2 separate regions of the Triticum aestivum genome follow, and region 2 is linked to region 1. A link is a contact called in public Hi-C data. All regions are on one chromosome and are shown on one strand. The core of a region is the stretch at or near the end of the contact, and the rest is flanking DNA. Distances in the headings are between cores, read along the strand shown. Region 1 holds the start of LOC123164546 (cytochrome c1-2, heme protein, mitochondrial). Region 2 holds the start of LOC123163796 (28 kDa ribonucleoprotein, chloroplastic).

Region 1 (4,725 bases), core at 1,958-4,457:
CCAGTAGCAAAAATATACAACGGAAGTCATTATTTCGATCGCTTCTGCTTAAAGCCTCAACGTTGCAATAAAAAGAAGAAACAATGGTCATCAGTTGACGACGTCCAGGACCAGCTTGCGGGACTTGAGGACGGACCACCTCATGCGACGGTAGTATGCGGCTTGGAGAAGAGCAAGTGACAGTAGGAAGATCCATTTGACACCCATCTAGAAGAAAAAAATGATGTAGGTATTAGGCACATCAGAAATGGACAACTAAAAGGGTTTGTAACTTTTACATGAGTGAAATGTCAGGTAGTTACCAGTTTCCTCTCTTCCATTTCAGGCTCAGCAGCCCACGACAAGAATGACACAACATCCTTGCCCATCTGCGATAGAAATTTAATGCTTCGGTGTTAGCACAATAAGACAACAATTTACGCATTAAGGGCTCAACAAAGGTTTAAACAACATGCCTGAGCTTCAGTTGCAGGAGTACCATCTTCATACTCAATAGCTCCATCCATAAGCATCTTAGGCATGGCTATGGCACCACCAGGGAAGTAGGGATTGTAATGCAGACCCTCACGAATCTACAATTTAATCAGTCAGAATAAGTTTACTAATGCCAAAAGAGTCTATTAGCAGCCTGTTGCTAACTATTACAACAGAGGAGAAATTACAAAAAAAGGAGTAAACAGTACGAAAATTTACAGGTTTACAACAATTATTATAGTTAGCAGCCTCTTGCTAGATGATAAATAAAAGAAGCTTTTTCAGTAAGTGTATAAAGTACTGCAACCATCATAGAATATTCAGCAGAAACAATAAACATTGGCAGGGAAGGTAAATAAGTCTTCTCAGGCTAGCCAAAAATCCTAATTGTGGAATGTATTCGTGTGTTATGTCTTCTCAGGCTAGCCAAAAATCCTAATTGTGGAATGTATTCGTGTGTTGGTGTGAAATGTATCCATATGATTGCATACCATGTGCCTTAGCAACTTATTAATGCAGGTACTGAGAGAGAATACAGAAAGAAAGTACAAACCTAAGCTACACGATGGAGCCAAAAGGCATACAGGAGGCTTACCTGAACACCAGCAGGTGGGTCATGGTAACCAGTAAGAAGAGCAAACACGTAGTTCTGGCCATCGTGCCTTGCCTGAGCTCATATGAATCAAACACAGTAAGTTAAAAGTTTGGGATGAAAGATTACACCACTGCAATGCAAAGAGATGGGCAATTGTTACCTTCGTGATAAGGCTGAGATCTGGGGGATATGCCCCACCATTTGCAAATCGGGCTGCTTGTTCATTTGGATAAGGCTGCGGGAAGCGATCACTCAGCTTGCCAGGACGTGTGAACATTTCACCCTCATCATTAGGACCATCAACCACTTCAATTTCAGCAGCCATTGCCTTAGTTTCCTCCTCAGTATAGGCCACCCCAACCAAATCACGGTATGAAATCAATGACATGGAGTGACAAGATGCACACACTTGCTGGTAAACTTGATGTCCACGGCGGATTCTGCTCATAGATTTTATTTGTATAAGGCGTTACAGTTCAAAATGAATGCCCCAACTTTTTTTCACTATCTTACTGGGAAAATACATTAGGACAGCCGATATTTTGTTCATAATATTAATCTTAATGTGACACACTAAACACATAGCTACATCTACAAAATAAAAGAAGCACAAATGGGCGACTTACGATGCATGATCATATGAGCTAAGGATGCCAGCATGCGGCCAGGGGTACTCTGCAGCCGCCAAACCGTGCTCAGCTTCATCTGCAGATGCTATCGTACCAAAACTTAAAAGACCAGAAGCACCAACTCCAAGAAGAGCCAATGCTCTCAGTCCAGCAGAGGACTCTTCATGCTTTCCCCGAAATGAAGAAAGCAGAGATGAGCCCTGGAAAAAATATTATAATGTTAGAACGAGCAGTCGTAGCGCGTAAATAGTAGTATTAAGTATTAACTAGATGATGGCTTGACCCAACCGAAAGTCCGGCATTGAGAACTATCCATTCTACTTTACACGAAAAGGTAATCCTGCCAAACGTTTAACCCTCACCCAAAAAAAACATGCAGCATTTGAGCAATAACTGGTTTCTCTACAGAAAAAAACAAAATACAGACTAAGCATGCCAAGGATTTATTCCCAGCATATGGAACAGTAATGTGATAACTTCAGTACAACCGTGGAAACTAATAAAACAAACAATAACGGGGCTAGATACTGGACTAGTTTTCCAATAGAATGCATACCAAAGCGGGAGTTCTGAGAAAGCACTTACAGAAGACTGGCTCTGAAGAGTTTTCCTCAGAAGCTGGTTAATGCCCCTGCCGGCAGCCATTCAGGGCTCTGCGTCAAAGATTACAAGCTGTGTTATAGAAACAAGTTGGACTCGTGTGATATCACAAAAGCAACAGACAATAGATGCAAACTTGCCAGCGATAAATTGAATAATTGTGATTGCATTTACATTATCCAAGCCATCATATTGGAGAGGATTGGAAGAAAATCGTGGCACAAAGTACAAACCCAATAATCACAAGGATATGTTGCAACGTCAAGCCCAAATCTCGAAATAAAATTCTGGGCAGTTACTTCAGATTAGAAACTAACAAATCTCAACAGATATTAGATCATACACTGGACCAGGCTTGGCAGTAAAGTATGATGATCTCCACACGAAATGAACGGGGGGAAAACAGGACTGTAACGACCCTAAATGGATCAGATTCACCGAAGTGTGGCGGGTGCCAATTCCATATCTACAGTTCGCAAGCAGTAACACCAATCCCCTGGGAGATCTAAACCGAGACGCGCTATTGGTAACGGTACGACTACGGCGCGACAGCCCGAATGTATCAGATTCGCAGAGGAAACGCCGCGATCTATCTACGCGCTCGATTACCACTCACCCCCGAGACGTTGACCGGATCGCCCGTGCGCAACCGCGCGACGACCGGAGCAGATCACCAGATCGGGCTAATATATTGCTGAAACGGGAGGGACGGGTAGAAAGCAGTGAAGGGCATAGCACAGTTACCGATTGGTAGCGGGCTTGACACGGCGAGGCGGGGCTCCGACGAGCGGCGGCGCGGGGGGTGGGGAGCGTGTGGGAGGGAGGTGGATGGAGGCGCAGGCTTTGTGGCGATGTGAGGGACGCGATGAGAGTGAGGAGGCTTTGGGGGGCATGACGCTGACACGCGGGCCCCGAGGATCTCGTATGGGCCGTTTGCCTCGGGTAGTCAGGTTGAGCCGAACCTGGCCATCTGGGCGGGCCGTGCCGTCCCGGCCCAAAGGCCTGAGGTCGCGGATCGGTCCCGCACATTGTGTGTTGAAAAGAGCGAAAAGGGGCATTTCTAACGCTACCGGGCGGAGTAAAGTTAGCCAAGTACTCCCTCCGTCCGAAAATACATGTCATTAAAATGGACAAAAAAAGATGTATCTAAAACTAAAATACATCTAAATACATTCCTTTTTATTCATTCTGGTGATAAATATTTTCGGACGGAGGGAGTAAATTTTTACTTCACCAACGACGCACCTAGCCGATCTTCTATAGATAGATTTGGGGTCATAGCTACATGAACTTCAAGCACTATACAATATATATTTTAAAAACATTCAAATTAAAACATGTACATAACATGAAGTTTCATCATCGAGTTTTTAAATTAAAACATGCAAAGTTCCCAAAACACATCGCTTCAAACACAATGATTGATCCAAAATCACCACAAACATAATATGTATATGTTGTGGATTGAGCCAACCAATGGCATGCACCACCGTCCCCTCGGTCACCACCACTCAAACGAGTTCGTCGGCGAAGAAATTAACGCCACCATCCTCTCGGCCACCATCAACACCACCTCGGCCACTACATCACCGCCATCACCCCCTCGGCCATCAAAATAAATCAACACCACCACCTCGGCCACCACGATCACCACCATAACCGCCACCACCCCCTCAACTTAATGGCTTTAAAGAAAACGCTGCCAGGGAGACAACCCGAAAGTTTTAGAGAGTCATTTTAGTCTGTTGTGTGCTTTTATAAAGTTTAAAAACAAAAAGTATAGAGGAGAATCTAAAACTTTTTCAAAAAGAAAAGTGAAAGTGAGAGAGACGAGCATTGTTAATGTGGGAGCTAGCCTTGAACTTTGTTCATGCCCATGAAAACTTTGTGAACCTTGATTACATTAAAAAATTAAAAAAATATCCCTTTGTACAAATCCGTTGTATTATAAAAATAATGTGCCAAGATTTGCCTTTAGGATGATTAGATTGCTTGTTTGGTATGTGCGGTGCAAAAACAGAAACTTTGGCTGTAGTCCGTGAATTTACATTTTTTGTGGAACGTCAAAAGTTTCTGAAATTTTTACACAGTACTGTTGTGCAAATATTTCATTTTTCCTAATTTTTCAGAATTTTTAGTATGGGCAAAGTCTAAATTACTACAGACTGTCCTGTTTTTGGCAGATTCTGATGCATTCTTTTGCTTGTTTTGATGGAACTATGGAGTGTATTGATGGTATAAGCCATGGAGAAGTTATAATATCGTATTTTTAATGCAAAAATAAAATATGAATGGGTTTGCAACAATACTTAAAGTAGTGATTTGCCTTATTATACTAACGAATCTCGTGAAGGTTTTTGTTAAGTTTTGTGTGGATGAAGTGTCGAGGATCGAGGACGTCTTGATATGAGGAGAAGGAGGAGAGAC
Region 2 (4,273 bases), core at 1,650-4,149, 970 kb after region 1:
ATCCTATACATAACTCTTCTTAACTTTTATTCTTAGGTGTAGCAAAGCTCCCTAACCAGTGTACCTGCCATGACTTGGGGACCAATGAGGAGCGCACAAGCTCTATGTAAAAACACGGAATCTAGACAGTTTTTGAATTTTTTCAAACATTTCCTGGAAATTGTGAACAAATTTTTAAAAAGGGGGTAATATTTCAAAATTAGAAAAAAATGAACAACTAAAAAATTAAATTTCAAAAGCATGATTTTTGAAATTGTGAACTTTTTAACAGAAACAATTTTTGAAAATCCTAAACATTTTGCAAAACACAAACATTTTTTGAATTTTGAGAACAACATCTGATAGTGGGAACAGTTCTAAAATTTCTAAACAAAATTTCAAAAGCATGAACATTTTTTGAAACCGTCAAACATTTTCTGGAAACACGAACAATTTTTGAGTTTGTGGGATTTTTTAAACGAGGACTTTTTTAAACATTCTGAACACTTTTAAAAACATGATGTTTTTCAAATAATCAAAAATATTTTCCTTTATTAACAAAATTTGAAAACATGTTTTCTTTTAAATTTTGGAAACACAAAAAAATTTCAGAACCATGAGCATGTTTTGAAAAAACATGAATATTTTTTAATTTTGGAAAAATGATGTTTTTTTAGAAATTCGAAACAATTTTGAAAACGTGAATACTTTTTGAAAAAGAAAAATGAACTTAAAAAAGAGTGACAGAAAGGGAAAACAAAAAAACATAAACAAGGAAAAGAAAAGAAACCGAAACATAAAAACAAAAGTAAAGAAAAAGGAAACCGAAAAACAGTAAAAGAAAGAAAATTTTGGTTCAAGGGACCTTCTAGAACGTTTCCAAAACCATGGGGTAGTTCCCACGCTATCTATACTATGTACAAAAATGGTCAGGCCCAAACGCGTCGGTCGGCCACTTGCCTTGTGCGAAGTGTCGGCAGTTTGCCGTAATAAGCAACAAATAGGGAATTCAGGCGATTCTTATTTGAGACTCGTCAAAACATCATGGCTTCGCTGAAGCTCGGCCTCACGACGCCCATGTTTGGGCTGGCCCACGATAGCTTTGCTTTATTTTTTATTTTTTTTGTTTTATTGTCTTTTCTTTTGTGTTTCTTTTCCCCTGTATTATACAAAATTCATTACGTGTTACAAAAATGTTCATCGTATGTTAAGGAAATTTTCATGGTATATTAGAAGTTGTTCATCGAATATACAAATGTTCACTATGTTTTTGAAATTTGTTTAGTGCATATTAAACAATTGTTCAATGCGGATTCAAAAAATTTCAACGTATATTACAAAATGCGCAACACATATAGTGATATTTTTTAGAAGTTCATCATATAATGCAAAAAAGTTCTTCTTCTATTATTTAAAATTTCCATCAAGAAAGTTTTCAGCATATATTATAAAATGTTCAATGTGTATTTTTCAAAAAAAAATCAAAAGAAGTTTGATACTACTATCGCGTCTTGAATCTATCACTAGATCTCATCAGCTTGTTTGGTTAGTTACACTGGTTCTATGAGGGGTAGCTCGCGAGTTTGAGCTCTCGCTCGCACATGACTTTTTGGCGATTCTTTTACTCGTCTAGAGCTCATTGCCTCCAAATGGGCCGGCCCATTCGCCCCTGACTTTAGTAGAGGCACGACCATTTGTCGCTCGCGGGTGGGGGATCTCCTATTCTGCGTGCTGCGCGCTGGGAAAAGGTGCGGCGCGCACCCCTGGCTCCCCCATGCTCGAACTTGGGCCGCTTCAGGGTTTAGGACTTGAAAAAAATGTTCACCAATGCAAAAAGATGTTCATGAATTCAGAAAAATGTCCACTAAAATTCAAAAACTTAAACATTTTTGGTTTTGATGAAAAAAAACATTGAATTTTTTATTAAGATTTTTTAATTTAGATGAACATTTTTTGTATTTCGTGAACAAAATTTATATTCAGTGAATAATTTTTGAATTGGATGAACGGATTCTGAATTCATGAACTTTTTTGAATTCGATGAACATTTAAAAAATGATGAACATGTTTTAAATATGATAAACATTGTATGAAGTGGATGAACAAATTTTGAGTTTCAAAAAGTTTTCACACCTGATTTGAAAAATGTTCACGGATTTTAGAAGATGTTCGTGAATTTGGAAAGAAAAAATGAAAAATAAATGAAAAAACGAAAATTATAAGATAAATGAACAAATAGAAAGAACAAGGGAAAAAAACAAGTTTGGATGTTCTAGAACCTTCCCAGAAACGAAAGTGAGCTAGTTGGGCCGTGCATGTCATGGATGCAAAACGACACCTCTCGCCGAAGCAAGCCGTGCCTCTTGTAGAAGGAGAAAAAAAAACAAGTTTTTTTTTCGTTTCAGAGAGGCATGGCGTGTCTCTGGCGGAAGCAAAACCCTGCCTCTCGCAGAACAAAAAAAAACATGTTTTTTTTACATAATTTTGTTTCTAATTTTTTCAAAAGTTAAGAAAGACCGGTGAAAAATCAAAATGCCAAAAAACCCTAAAAAAACCAAAAACGCGTACGAAAAAGAAAACGGCAGGACGCCTAGAGCGTGACACGCGGCGGTGGCTGAGCGCGAGTGACGCGCTCTCAGCCTCCCTAGATGACCCTTGCAGGCTTCCGAATGAGCACTCGTTAGTTAGTGGCTCTCGCCAAATAGGGGCACCCGTCGTATAGGGCTCTTCTTGGACTTACTGTGTATAGGGCTTTTCTTTTTGAGAAAATATTCTGTTAGGGCTAGTTTGACATATTTGTCATTTGGGGGCCAAGACTAAGAACAATCCAAAGGCTCACAAGAAAGCCCGTGGGAAGCCCATCAAAGCCGACAAATGCCCAGCGCGGCGTGTATAAAAAAGGGAATTCGGAGGACGGAGCACCTCAAGCTCAAATCCCTTCCCCTCCTCGCGTGCCCCCCCTTATCCCCTTCACCATGGCCACCTCCGCCATGACACTCGCCATGGTCGCGGCCACGGACGCCTCCCTCTTCCACCCCACGTTCCCCGCCCAACACAAGCTCGCCCCGGCATCCGCCTCCCTCCCACTCATTTTCTCTCGCGCGCCGCTCCTCCGCTCCACCCGCCCCCGCGTCCCCCTTACGCCCCTCGTCGCCTCCTCCGACGCCGCCGAGGCGGGCCTCGACTGGGCCGACGCGGAGGAAGCCGAAGAGACGGTGACGGAGGAGGAGCCCGCGGTGGCGGCCTCCGGTGGGGACGCGGGGTACGCAGCCGAGCCGCCCGAGGAGGCCAAGGTGTACGTCGGGAACCTGCCGTATGATGTCGACAGCGAGCGGCTCGCTCAGCTCTTCGACCAGGCCGGCGTCGTCGAGGTCGCCGAGGTGAGCCTACCACTGCAACACCTAAAATAATTACCGCTAAAATTAATAACAGCAACGCGTAAGTACGATTTCCCCCGTTAATACCATTTTGGTACCTGCACAAGTTCGGGACTGTTTGTGTAATCCGATGTTAATTTGAGTGGTAAGCATATCACTGAGTATCAAAATACTCTGCAATTTTAGGGTAGCTTCCACTGTTAATTTTAGGGTAGCTTCCTAGTTGCAAGAAACGACTTGTTTTCTGTTTCCCTGTTGGCGTGAGTCCTGTTTTTTTTTCATTCATGTTCTTCTGTTGTCTATTGTCGAACCTTGTAGTAATTGCATTATTTATATAGGCTTGAGAATTGTAGTGTCTGATATTATTTGTATAAATGGGTGTGCAGTGCTCGATTGATTTTCTTATTTTGACCTTGCTTTGTTCAACTCCAGGTCATTTACAACAGAGAGTCAGGCCAGAGCCGTGGATTTGGATTTGTTACCATGAGTACTATTGAGGAAGCTGACAAAGCCATCGAGACGTTCAATCGCTACGTGAGTGCATATCAATCTTCTCATTGCTTTTTAGTTCTTTGAATTGTTTAGAGTTCACAGATAATCAAATTTTATTTCATACTCCAACTTGAACATATGAAATTGTTTAGAGTATTTTTCATCACTTGCCTGTCTTCAAGTTATTTATATATGGTGCCATTACACAAGAAATTGGATGTTATCACCTTGAGACGACTTGAACGTACCACTTGATAAAAACGGATTATTATCACCTTGACGGGGTTGTATTCCTTATCCCGTTTCTTAGATCGCACATCATGTTTGATGAACAACTAAGGGCAGTACACCTGAAAATAGTACAACATGATGTATAAGTTGCACATTGTGCTGAGTAGCTGGCTGATTACCTTCTGTTTAACAGG

Evidence for each region. Hi-C and Micro-C count contacts between places; a contact is called where the count stands out from the background.
Region 2: a Hi-C map of leaf shows a contact between it and region 1, with 6 times the contacts expected there. The contact joins the promoter of LOC123163796 here to the promoter of LOC123164546 in region 1. A contact is called at or near these places in 2 of 5 Hi-C or Micro-C datasets (both in leaf).

The regions. Positions count from the first base shown.
Region 1 is chr7D:268,862,635-268,867,359 of IWGSC CS RefSeq v2.1, forward strand. It overlaps LOC123164546 (cytochrome c1-2, heme protein, mitochondrial), which reads right to left and starts at 3,208. Exons shown (of 8, transcript XM_044582066.1): 1 at 3,043-3,208; 2 at 2,284-2,351; 3 at 1,696-1,898; 4 at 1,230-1,509; 5 at 1,070-1,141; 6 at 456-572; 7 at 303-368; 8 at 1-207. The coding sequence starts at 2,343. The coding sequence ends at 91.
Region 2 is chr7D:269,832,635-269,836,907 of IWGSC CS RefSeq v2.1, forward strand. It overlaps LOC123163796 (28 kDa ribonucleoprotein, chloroplastic), which reads left to right and starts at 2,900. Exons shown (of 4, transcript XM_044581180.1): 1 at 2,900-3,359; 2 at 3,789-3,890; 3 at 4,273. The coding sequence starts at 2,955.